2 separate regions of the Anas platyrhynchos genome follow, and region 1 is linked to region 2. Evidence: chromatin contacts called from public Hi-C data. All regions are on one chromosome and are shown on one strand. Each heading gives the region's core, a stretch centred on a gene start, on an enhancer-like site or on the middle of the called end of the contact. The rest is flanking DNA. Distances are from core to core; before and after follow the strand shown. Region 1 overlaps FOXN1 (forkhead box N1). Region 2 holds the start of RSKR (ribosomal protein S6 kinase related).

Region 1 (6,238 bases), core at 2,212-4,711, 57 kb after region 2:
CATCATAAACCCTGGTGGATGTTTCAGATGTCAACTGGATGCTAAAATAGAGATGCTCTCCGGATTTGGCTAGCTGCAACAATTATGTTCTCTGTCTTTTTGAAAAATGATAGTAGTAATATAAAAATGATCTTGATTTAATGGTTGAATAATTCATCTTACTGTTCAGCTGGGTAAAAGTAGAGGAATTAACATGAATAATTAGCAGCCAAGTAAAAAATCTATTACATTGTTTTGTTCTTTTTTTTATTAAAAAAAGACAGTTTTAAATTTCTTTTAAAACACAGTAAAACTTATATTTTTCACTAAAGTATATTTGTTGCTTTGTTTTAGTCTGTCAGCAGCTAGTCCTCTGTCTTCTAATACTTGCAGAATTTTCAGGTTATGTTCTTGTTTATCAAAACCCAGAAATTCTTTCAAGGGGACTATAAATGTTTCAGTGTGTGGATTTTTTTATTTTTTATTTATTTATTTATTTATTTTTGTAGTGGTCTGTAGCAGATGTTGTTGACATCATTGGCTTCAGCAAATAAGTTAGATTATCATTTCCCTTGACTTCAGTGTTCATTTGCAAGCAGCTTTCATAAAAATATCTGAAAATCATTAGTTTTCTTCTTATAGTCACTTGTTTCAGGAGGATGCAGAAGAGGAGTGGCTTGATAAAATGGTGTTGACCAATACAGCGGTTAACAACATTATCTTTAAATAGTTCTTTTCCATTTTTTAATTTATTTTTAATATATATTTTTTTTAGTATCTGTTTGTAGAAGTTATTAAAGTAAAGCTACATATCCTGCAGGTGAGTTCTGGAAAAAGATCACTCTTATTCCGATGGCCATGGTTTCAGCACTTGTAGCTGACATAAATTGTGTGTGTGTGATGGTTAGGGCTGCATCTGGACAAAAATAATTATAACTAGGCGTGTGGTTCACATCAGTGCTATAGGTTTGGATCCAGAATTACTTAGGTAGGCAGGAGACACTGTATCCAACTCCATGAAGGCAGAGTAAAGGGTGGTGAGCTGTAGGTCAGGCAAGTTGCTGTGCGGAGTTCCGTTTTGCATGGTGATGTTGCTGCTGCCGCCGTTCTCCATCTGGCAGTGAGAAGGGAAACACTGGGAAGACGATGGGGATGATGAAATGAGAACTAGGGGATCCACGGCTAGACTGTCATCTTTCAGCTCCTCCCAAAGGTTTCCTGTGACAAAACAAAAAGGATCGGTTCAACTTTCTTTACGCATGCCTTTTTGAAACATGGTTTCGTGTGAGAAATCAGCAATTATACAGTTGTGTGTGCTGTATGTGTATGTACTTTTAATCACTTGTGATTGAGAAAGGGGAAAGATGGTTTAGCGAGTTATTATTTGTCGCCATTATAAATTTAAATCTTGGGGAAAGCAGTGTTAATTTAAGAAAATTATTTCTGTTGATAATTGGCAAGGTTCTGTTGCAAATACATCCTTACTGAAGTATAACTTCCAGTTTAAAAAAGCACCAAGAAAGGGGAAGTCACCTCTGTAATCTTTGTAAACTACTGAAGATAAATCTGCAAATAATACTGCTGGGCTTCTCATATGCTTATGGCACAGCTTTCTCTGGGTTGCAGACTAAGTTACTGGACACGCAAGTGACCTGAGGAATCAAAAGATCTGAAATATTCATTTTTTTTCCCTGAATTATACAAAAATATTCTCTGACTTTCCGTTGAACATGCCTGTCTCAGTGACAGCACCAAAGAAAGTGCTGCAGGAGGGCTGCATTTCCCATGTCCCTCTCTGAAGGTTTTTTTGGGGGGTGCTGGCAGGGATACTGCTGCTCCAAGGTTATGCCTGTCTTCTCCAGGCTATCAAGTGGGATAAAACTTTTTTGCTTGAAAAAGCTTGATTTTTTTTTTTTTTTTTTTTTGTGTGTAATGATTTTCCTCCCAGTGAGCAAGTTCTAGAACCTTTGATTTGAGTTTGGTAATTTGGTAAAGAAAGAAAGAAAGGAAAGAAAAAAAAAAAAAAGCTTAGATAAAGGTAAATAACTTAAGGAAAAGGCAAGTACAGAGGGAAGATGGAATCATATCATGTTAGTGAAGCATGAGGAATACTCCCACTACAAACAAGCGTGTTAACCTGAATAAAATGGGCAGAGATTAAGAGAAATGAATGGAATGTGAGACCTGGCTGCCTGAAAGAGGAAGTGGCAAAGGATTCAAAAAAATTGCATTGTTAATCCTGGTAAAGCAATCTGGGCATGGCAGGATTGCGGAATATTTGTGACTGTACAATGGCAAGGTAATTGCATTTGCTGAGTGCTGTGGATTATTAAAATTGCATCTTTTGCCCTGTCTTTTAGGCTGCTTTGTGTAACACTGTTTGTCTGTGCAGGAAGGCAAACCTTGCGTGATTTTTGATGCTGCAAGAGCTGCTCATTTGGAGGCCACAATTTTTATTTTGTGTGTTTATATATATAAATGTGTAAACTTGGTATTTTTGATTATTTTTCTTGCATGGAAAACTATATACAAAATCCTATCCATTCAAGACGATTCAGTTATTTAATACTGGGAATTTTGGTGTCAGCATTGCACGACTAAGTATTTAAGAACACCTCAGAAAACATAATTATTCAGTGCATAGATCATGTGGGTGCCTGGGAAGCCTGTGAGGGAGGATAGCACTCTTTTTAGCAAGATATGGGAAGGCTTTGAATCAATATTGACGAAGAAGGTTCCAAATGTATTGCGATATATAATATCAGTAATCTTTGGCAAGAGGAAGAAGAGGTTTTTTTTTGTAAACCCTGGATGTAAATCTGTAGCTGTCTTGGGAAACTTTTTGAAGACATGACACAAAATCCCATATTGCACAGAATAACGTAACCTAGTGAGGTGGTGCTTGCGGCGCGCACAAGGAGTTCAAAAAGCCAAGCAAATCTTATTTTTGCTAGTGTTTGCGTTAACGTGGGATGCATTTAAAAAAGGAAGGGGGCAGATGGGATTGTACGGGGTGGGCTGTGACGTGCAAAGGCCGAGCCTAGGCCGTGGGAGTACCTTGGATGCCCACCTTGGAGGTCGAAGTCGGTGAGGGATGGGTTGAGAGCATCGATGTCGGTGCTGAGGTCCCCTTCTTGCAGGAGCGGGTCATGCACCGTCCTGGCCGCGCTCTGCTCCGCCAGCACCTTCATGCCACACGCCGGGGGTGTCTGTGCTGGCAGCGGGGAGTCCTGGCTGATGCCAGGCTGGCTTCTGGCTTCGTTGGGAGCCTCTCCAGAAGGAAACAGCGGCTGGTGCTCGGGCGTCTGCTGCATGAGCGTGCTGGACATGGGAGGGAAGCCCGGTGGTGAGGTGTAGCAGGCGGTTTGCTGCCCTCCCAGCAGGCTGGGTACTGGGTTTTTGACGTGCAGGGCTCCAGGAGTGTGGATGGGATGGAGAGGTGGTGGTACACCGGAGGAAAGAGAGGGCTCGCCTAAGGAGTGGGGTTGGACTGCCATCTGCCGGGAAAGGGATGCGCTCCCAACAGCGGTTGGGCTGCAGGACATGATAGAAGACCTCAGCTTTTCGCTCTTGTCGCCTATCAGCGTGTCAAGCTCTTCTGCAAAACAAGGGAGGGGGGGGGAAAAAAAATCCACAGATTAATTTCTAGCACAGCCTTCATCTTCACGGTTCACAGCTGGGATTTCAGAGGAGTGGAATGGCAAACAAAAGTGCAAGTCTTGCAATGAGAACACCAAAAGCCTGAAATGCTTTTCTAAATTGTCAGTGCTATGTGCATATTTAGTAGATTGTATTTCCCTGTTTAAAGATTGCGTATTTATCAGTTAGTTTCAATTTTTGTTCTGTAGTAATTATTGCAGGGTTGTTTTGACATCTCACTAAACTTCAGGATGAAGAGAGAATTTTTTTCTCATTGTAGTGACAAAGTTGTGCTTTTGGGGCCTATTTAGAAGTACTCCTGCAAAACCAGGTCTTATTTAATTCTGCTTTTTAAAGTTTACGTTATGGAAAAATTCTTAAATATTTTCCTAAATTATGCGTAAATTCCGTTATACAGCTTGGTGCATTTTGCAGGGAAAAGTTCTGGGGACCCCTGTTGGAGAACTACCACGCTAATACATTACTGACCTGGCTTTGCCATACTCTTCCTTACAGCAACTGGGTCTTTCCTCTTCCATTTCTGAAGCTCCTCCTGCATCTTATCAATTTTGGCTGGATTCAGAGCCCACAAACAGCCTTTCCGAGAAGAATTGCCTGTCTTGTTTTCAACTTTCTCAAAGCATTTGTTCAAAGATAAGTTGTGGCGCACAGAATTCTTCCAGCCATCTGGAGCTGTCTGGAAAAACAAATCCAATCTAAGAATGGAATTTCAAGGAAAAAAAAAATCCCAAATATATTTCTCCATTTTGACGGTTGAGACTATAAGAAATGCTGATTAGATTTTACTTTCCACAATATGAAGTTTGTTTGTTAGAAGGAAGCCACAAGAAATGTTAGAGTCACGTTGTGCAGGAAGGGAGGAATCTGGTAAAACAGTAATTGATCTAAGCAAGAAGGTTGGCCTTTTCAGAGGGGCTGCTGGGGTTTTAAGAGTGAATTTGCAAATCGCAGGAATTAAGAGTGTAAGGAACTATATTCTAGAACTGTGAAGTAACAGGAAATCTGTCTTCTAAATCTGTTTTGGAACAGGTGGAAAAATTTCAAACACATAATTGAGGGATTACATGCTACTTGGACTCAAATTAAGTGTCCAGGCAGACTTTGAAAGAATTTTAGCCTGCTGCTGTAGGTGTAATGTTGTATGCTGGCCAATTATATCACCAAATGGTATAATTGCAAGCCCTACAGATGAGATACAGGTTTCTACATCTGATCACTGGATCTTTTTGCTTTACATTTATTTTTAACTCAGTAGTTAAAGCTGGAAGGCTCTTTAAACTGTACAGTACATATAAGCCTCATTCAAATTATTCCTCCATTCTTATTTAGGTGTTTGCTAATTAATGAGGTATAAAAAAAATTCCCTTCTTACTCTGAGGGCAGTTTTGCCTTCAGTCGGAAGAATGGAAAAAAGAAGACAACTTAGGGCCAAAAAGTCTTCCTCCTTTTTTCTCAGTTTTATACGGAGATATACATATATATATGATAGATTTTAGAAATAGTTTTGTCTCATAATTATCTGTTGATGTACTTTTTAAAACTTTTTTTTCTCTATTTGCAATAAGATAACATTTTTAAAAGATTTCTCTTACCTAACTTTAAAGTTTGAGACTCTTGGTCATTAAGTAAATTGGCTTACATTTTTTTTTTCCCATTTGTTTTTGATTTTTACTTTTTTTTTTTTGTTTTTCCTTATTGCTTGTAAAAGAACTGAAAATAATATTGCTGAAGAGAATATGAGGGAAACACTCAGAAAAAGGTCATGCTCGGATTCTGGTGGGAAATGCCTGTTAAAATTGATCTTGAAGAAATGGCACTGTAATATTTTATTGCATGTAAGTTTTTATGGAGCTTTGTTTGTTTGATTTAACTCCTTTCTGTTTACTTAGTCATGCAGCCAAAAGATACTGCCCATCGTGTTTAGGCTTTGTAAATTGGTGTGCTGATTCGTATCTAAAGATTTGTACAGCAAATTCCTGATGTGTCACTTCCTTGCTTTTCTTTTGGTAGGCGCTGTACAATGCTGTTGGTTGCACATGTGAGCAGGACTGCCTTAGCTCATTGCTGCTGCAGTATAATCATAAAGAAAAAGGGAGCAGGAAAAATGACTTGCCACATCATGGTAGGAATCATCAATCTGAGAAGCCCAGCTCCATTGTAACAGCTGCAACTGCTGGTTCAGCTAGACTTCTTTCCCTGTCTTTATAAGATCAGGATTTCATTTTATTTTATTTTAAATTAGTTTTCCTGTGTTGGTCAAATGACATTTGCAGAGGTGAGAGAGGAAATCTCTAGTGAGAATGACTTTAGAGCTCATTAGATTACAAAGAATGATCTTCAGTACAGGTGTATGTGAGGCTTTTTTTTCTTTTTCTGTTTTTTATAACCAATTTTGGATACTTCTTTTCAAAAAAGAAAAGCAAAACCAGTCTACCTTACCTGTGTGTCATATGAATTAAAAGAAGTTTAAAAACTCTCCAAGGCATGTGAAGTTGCCTAAGTGATACTCACTATTGGTCCTTATTCATGGATGCAAAATACGTCACAAATTTTTATATGTATTTATAAAAGTAAAACGTGGTCTTTCCTAGCTTGTTGT
Region 2 (6,156 bases), core at 665-3,164:
AGCAAGGTCCGGCCGCCCGTGGGGGGCATCTCCATCAAGGAGCACTTCGAGGTGCCAGGGCTGGGCGGGGAGGTGGCAGAGCACAAAAAAAAAGGATTTGCCTGGCTCTAACGTGTGTGTCTCTCTCTGCCCTCCAGGTGAACGTGGTCCCGCTCACCATCCAGCTCACCCACCAGTTCTTCCACAGGATGATGGGGTTTTTCTTCCCCGGCCGCAACGTGGAGGAGGAGGAGGTGGGGGATGAGGAAGACAAGTCCAAGCTGGTGACAACGGGTGAGTGGGGCGGGAGGTGCGTGGTCCTGTGTGGTCACCTCCTCCCCGGCACCCCGGTGCCACCTGAGCACCTCGGGCTGTGGGTCCAGGGCAAGTTTTGGGGGGCAGCTGCTGGGCTGTGTGGTGAGGAGCAGAGAGGGGTGGTCTCCCCTGTGGGTAGGGGATTGTTGGGGGGGGATCGGGGCTGTGGTTGCACCCCAGGACAGCAGCCCCTTTGTCGCAGGGATCCCCGTGGTGAAGCCGCGGCAGCTGATCGTGGCTGATGATGCTCTGGGGCCGGGGAAGGGAGTCACTCAGGGCCTGAATCGGACGTCAGGGGTCAGGAGATCGTTCCGAAAAGCACCCGAGGTACCTGCTGCTGGGGATCCAGCCAAACCCGGCCTTCCCTCAGCTCCTCGCCCTGCTTTCCTGCCCCCCCTTTTTCCCCTGGTGAAGCAATGCCAGGGCTTGCTGCTTGTTTTTCCCTTCCCCGCTGCTTTCCTGGCTCCGTCCCCAGTCCTCACCTCCTGCTCCCGGCTCTGTCCCCAGCACCCCGTGGACGACATCGACAAGATGAAGGAGCGCGCGGCCATGAACAACTCCTTCATCTACATCAAGATCCCGCAGGTGCCGCTCTGCGTCAGCTACAAGGTGAGGGGACGGGGACGGGGACGCATTGGGGGGGGGGTCCCGGGGCCTTGTCCCACTCTGCCTGACCCCCCTCCTGCCCAGGGCGAGAAGAACAGCGTCGATTGGGGCGACCTGAACCTGGTGCTGCCGTGCCTGGAGTACCACAACAACACCTGGACCTGGCTGGACTTCGCCATGGCGGTGAAGAGGGACAGCCGCAAAGCCTTGGTGGCACAGGTGGGTGGGGACAGCACTGTCACAGCCTCCCCCCTTTCCCCGTATCCTGCTCGGCATCATCCTGATCCCATTCTCCCTCTTGGGGCAGGTGATCAAAGAGAAGCTGCGCCTGAAGCCGGCAGCGGGCGCGGAGGCTCGGGGGAAGCTGGAGAATAAATCGGAGGGGCCCATCCAGCAGCAGGAGGAGGACGAGAAGGCACGGCTGCTCATCGGGCTGAGCGTAGGCGAGAAGAACCCTAGCAAGAAATCCATCTTCGGCAGGCGCAAATGAAGGGCGGCAGCACCCGGCAGGCCGGGAAGGGACTGGGGAACCCCCCCCCAAGTGCTCCCCACAGCAGAGGGGCAGCCCCCTATGGTGCCGAGGGGGGGCCGTGCTGCCCCAGCTTGGGGGGGCTGCGCCCAGACCCTCAGCAGCCCCCTCCCTGTAGGGCAGGGGTGCAGCAGCGGGGGGCTGCGGGGTGCAGAGTGCTCCAGGGCAGCTTTGTGGGGTGCACAAAGCCCCCCCCCCCTTGTGCCAAGGGTACCCGCGAGCCTCCCCTGTCCCTGCTGTGCGGGTGCTGGGCCCGGTGAAGCAGCAGGATGGCTCCAGGCTGGGAGAAAGGGGAACGGGAGAGAGTTTAAAAGAAGAGTTTTTAATTTGGAACAGCTTGCCATTCGCGTCCCCCCTCGGCGCCGTCAGCACCATCCCCAAAACCCATGGATTCACCCCCTGGCCCCCCCAGGAGCTTCCCCTACTTTGGGGGTCCCTCATCCATCTCCTCCGGGGGACCCTAGGATCCCGTTACCCCCTTGTCCCCTGAAGCTGGGGGCAGCCCCAGATCTGGGGGGCTGCTGTAAAATGGGGGGGTTGGAGGGGAGGGTGCTGTGGGATGGGGGGAAAAGGGGGGGTCCCCAATCCCTGCCCGGTGCAGGCGGGGGGTGGATGCCACGGGGGGCGCACCGGGAGCCCCGCTGCCCATTCCTGGACCTTGGAGGGGGGTCGTGAGCTGCCGGGGCGGAGAAGGGGGGGTTCGGAGGGGGGGGGGGGCGGGGCCGGGCGGGGTTATGTAAGGCGGCGATCACCGGGCCCGGGGCGCGGCGCGATGGGAGCAGCCAGCAGCGGCCCGGGCCCGGCCCCGGTGCGACCCCCCCAGGTGCGTGCGGTGGCCCCGGGGGTTCCCCTAATTTCCCCCTCCCCATCCCCGGGGTGTTCCCTCCCCCCCACCCATTGACGGCCACCCCCGGGTCCGTAGGGCCGCGCTGTGGGGCCGTGGGTCCGGGCGCTGCTGCGCCGAGCCGGGACGGGACCGGCACCGGCACCGGGACGGGGACCGGGTCCGGTACCGGGGCTCGCCCTGGCCACCGAGGAGCCGCCGCTGCCCGCTTGGCCGCTGCCGCAGCTCGTCTCGCTCTTCCTGCCGGAGTTCCCCGTTCGCCCCTCCGGCCGCCAGCAGCAGCTCAAGGTGCCGGTCCCCCCCCCACCCCCCAAAAAAAAACCTACCGGGGGGCTCGGTGCGTCCTACCGGGGAGCCCGCACCTCCCGCCGGGGGTCCCGTGCGTTAAACGGCGTCCTTCACCGGGTCCCCTCGCAGCCCGGCACGGCTCCATCTGCTTCCCAGAGGGGTCCCCGAGTGTCCCGTGCGCCCTCCCGGGGTCCCCGTGCGCCCTCCCGGGGTCCCCGTGCGTCCCGTGCCGCCACCCCGTGCCTCTTCTTGGGGTCGCCGCCCGCCTTTACCGGGTTTCCTTGCGCTCCGTACCGGGTCCCCGTGCACCCTCCCGGAGCCCCCGACCCTCCTACCGGCTCCCCTTCTCCCCCCACCCGTGCCCCGCGCCCCCCGTTCCCCAGGTCCCCACGGGGGTACCCATGCGCCCTCCCCGGTCCCTGTGTGCGCCCCCCCCCGCCGCCTGTTTTATGCCCACCAACGCCCCCCACCTCACCCCACGCGGGATCCAGCTCCCCATGGAAGTGCCCCACAGCCTGCCCCACGCCGGGCACCCTGCAGCCCGTGTCCGGGGGGGGGTGCTCAGCTCCTGCCCCCCCCAGATCCTGGGCTTGGTGGCCAAAGGCTCCTTCGGGACCATCCTGAAAGTGCTGGACTGCGGGCGGGAGAAGGTCTGCGCCGTCAAGGTGGGTGCTGCCCTGCAGTCCGGGGGGTGCCCCTCCTGCTCTGTGCCCCCCCCCTCCCTCCCCTACACCCCCATCGTGCCCCCCCCCAGGTGATGCCCAAAGTGGAGGTGCTGCGCCGCGACACCCTGAAGCAGTGCAAGGAAGAAGTCAGCATCCAGGTGAGGGGGGGGATTTGGGGAGGGGTTGGGGGGGGGATCCTACAGGCTGCAGAGCCCCCCCCCCGTGAACCCCTCTCCCCCAGGGGCCGCTCACCCTCTCTGCTTTGTGTCCCCAGAGACAGGTCAGGCACCCGTTTGTCCACGGCCTGGGGGACAGCTGGCAGGGCCAGCGCCACCTCTTCATCAGTGAGTGACCATCTGCCCGCGGGCTCGTCCTGGCCCCCCCCCAGCCCCCGCTGCCTCCGCACGTGTCCCCGCTGCCCGCACACGTGTCCCCGCACACGCGCGTGCTCCCCCATCCCTGAACGATGCCCGCGGGGACCGAGGCGCTCGGCTGCCAGCTCCGGGGACAACGGGGACGGGGACGAGCGCAGCAGGGACAAACGAGCTGCTCTGTCCCCCCCCCGGGTTTGTCCTGTCACTTCTCCTGTGTCACCACTCCGGTGGCTGTGCCACCGTGGTGCCCGTGTGGGTGCAATTCCTGGTGGCTCTGTGAGCCCCAGGGGCTGCGTCACTTTGGTACCCATTTAGCCACGGTGCTCGTGGCACCTTTGTGCCCACGTAGCCATAGTGCCGTAGGGTCCACCAGGACCCTCACTTTGCTCAGGGATGTGCCACCTTTGTGGCCACAGAGCCCATGTGGCCCTGGTGCCCGTGTCACCTTGCTGTCCCCATGGCTCTGGAGCCCACGTCACCCTAGTGCACGGTCCTGGTGCCCACAAGGTCCCGGTGCTTGTGCCACCTCGCTGCCCATATGGACCCAGCACTGGTATCACCGCAAGGCACGGTCCTCGTGGCCACGTGGCCGCGGTGCCCGTGTCACCTCGGTGCCCGTCACGAGGCCGGTGCCGTGTCCTGGCAGTGTGCACCTACTGCAGCACCGGGGACCTGCACGCGCTGTGGCGCGCCGCCGGGCGCTTCGCCGAGGCCACCGTCCGCCTGTTTGCTGCCGAGCTGGTGCTGGTGCTGGGTGAGTACTGGGGGGGGCTCAGCCCTCCTGGGGGGGGGCAGCCGCCCGCTGGGTGCCACGGGGGTGGCAGAGGGCACGGCGTGGGGAGGGGACCCCCGGCTCTGATGGCTCCGTCTTGTCCCCAGTGTATCTCCACGACCTGGGCATCGTGCACAGAGATGTGAAGGTGGGTGAAAAAGGGGTCTGGGGGGGGACAGAGGATGGTCGGGGGGGGGGGGTCTCTGCACCCCCTGGTGCAAATTGGCCACCCCAGCGCTTGGTTTGTTTCAGATGGAGAACATCCTCCTGGATGAGAGAGGTAAGGGGCTGTGGCACTAGGGTGGGGACACCCCATCCGTGGGGACACCCCATCGTTGGGGGCCCCCACGCGCCATCTCACCCCGCAGGGCACCTCAAACTCGCCGACTTCGGCCTCTCCCGGCACCTGCGGTGGGGCGAGCGGGCCCACACCATCTGCGGCACCCTGCAGTACATGGGTAAGGGGTGGCAGGGTTATGGGGACACATCTCCCCCCCCCCGGGGGGTGCTGCTGGGGACACCTCCACCCCAGCTGCTCACCCCCTCATCCCCTCAGCCCCAGAGGTGCTGAGCGGGGGTCCCTACAGCCACGCGGCCGACTGGTGGTCCCTGGGAGTCCTGCTCTTCGCCCTGGCCAGCGGGGAGGTGAGCTCTGTGGGGTGCACGTTTGGGGGGCTAGGGGCACCCCATGGAGCTCCTAAACGCTTTCCTTGCCCCCCCCAGTTCCCGGTGGCACCGGCGGGGGACCACGTGGCCATGCTGGAGCGCGTCAACCAGAGCAGCTACAGCAGCCCCCCTGCGCTCAGCCCCGCGCTAGCCCGGCTGCTGGCCGAGGTAGCCCTCGCCCCCTGGGTTGGGGGTCCCCAGGGGGGGTCTCCATCGCTCAGCCTCTTCTCTCCATCCCCAGCTGCTGTGCCACAACCCCCTGCGCCGCCTGCGCTACCTCCACCACTTCCAGGACCACCCTTTCTTCCGCGGGGTGACCTTCGACGCCGACCTCCTGCAGAAGGACCCGGTGGCGGTGGCCGTGGCCCCGCGCCCCCCCGCGCCCCCTCCTCCCTCCCCCGACCCCTCCACCTTTGAGGATTTTGACTGCGACCTCACCGCCACGGCCCCCCCGGACCGCCCCTGGCCCGGCTGAGCCGCTGCCACCACCGCACCCCTCGCATCGCTCAGGGACCCCCCCCCCCCCAAAATCCCCCCCCCAGGCAGCGGCTGGGCCCTCAGCGCTGTGCGTCTCCCCACGGGACTGTTATAAATGAAGTCTCAACTCAATCTGGATTTAGGAATATTTATAAAGGGAATATTTATAAAAGGTATAAAAGGCAAGGAACCAGCGCTGGGTGTGCGGGGAGTCTGCGCTCCACCAACAGGCACACACAAACATCAAACATTCATTCCTTCTTTCTGCTCCTTTATTGATGACATACCTTCATCATGTTGACTTTTTTTTCTTTCTCTCTCTTTTTTTATTTTATTTTATTTTGTTTTATTTTATTTATTTTATTATTTTTTTTTATCCTGAGGGCAGCCTCCCCTCTTATACCCTTCACCCCACAGCAGTTCTTCTCAAACCAACTTTTCGTTGGTCAAACAACTTTGCAAATAACAACAACAGCAAACACCCAGACACTTCCATGCCCCAGCGGCTGGAGACCAAGCAACCCCAGGCTGCAGGGAGCCTCCTGAGCCACCCTTCTGGGTTCCCTCTAAGCTCTTTCCCATTCCTGATGGCCTCATCGCTAAGAGTCTGATGCTACCATCGACCATGGCCACGCTCCCAC

Evidence for each region. A called contact is a pair of places that touch in the nucleus more often than the background predicts.
Region 1: a contact with region 2 is called in a Hi-C map of skeletal muscle, with 4 times the contacts expected there. The contact joins the enhancer-like site here to the promoter of RSKR in region 2. A contact is called at or near these places in 2 of 8 Hi-C or Micro-C datasets (skeletal muscle and subcutaneous adipose tissue).

Annotation. Positions count from the first base shown.
Region 1 is chr20:5,144,125-5,150,362 of IASCAAS_PekinDuck_T2T, forward strand. FOXN1 (forkhead box N1) reads right to left here. Exons shown (of 9, transcript XM_072025991.1): 7 at 4,108-4,315; 8 at 3,050-3,577; 9 at 468-1,197. The coding sequence ends at 929. Among named protein-coding and RNA genes, the nearest start is that of UNC119, 33 kb to the left of the region's middle. Within about 2 kb of position 3,462, at least 2 of the 8 cell types and tissues checked have an H3K27ac peak or open chromatin away from gene starts, as enhancers often do.
Region 2 is chr20:5,089,007-5,095,162 of IASCAAS_PekinDuck_T2T, forward strand. RSKR (ribosomal protein S6 kinase related) reads left to right here and starts at 1,915. Exons shown (of 12, transcript XM_038165651.2): 1 at 1,915-2,252; 2 at 2,352-2,561; 3 at 3,143-3,226; 4 at 3,316-3,384; 5 at 3,501-3,570; 6 at 4,247-4,354; 7 at 4,480-4,520; 8 at 4,625-4,652; 9 at 4,741-4,830; 10 at 4,929-5,017; 11 at 5,096-5,206; 12 at 5,280-6,156. The coding sequence starts at 1,989. The coding sequence ends at 5,513. BLTP2 (bridge-like lipid transfer protein family member 2) reads left to right here. Exons shown (of 39, transcript XM_038165648.2): 34 at 1-51; 35 at 138-273; 36 at 497-621; 37 at 802-903; 38 at 985-1,119; 39 at 1,208-1,762. The coding sequence ends at 1,390.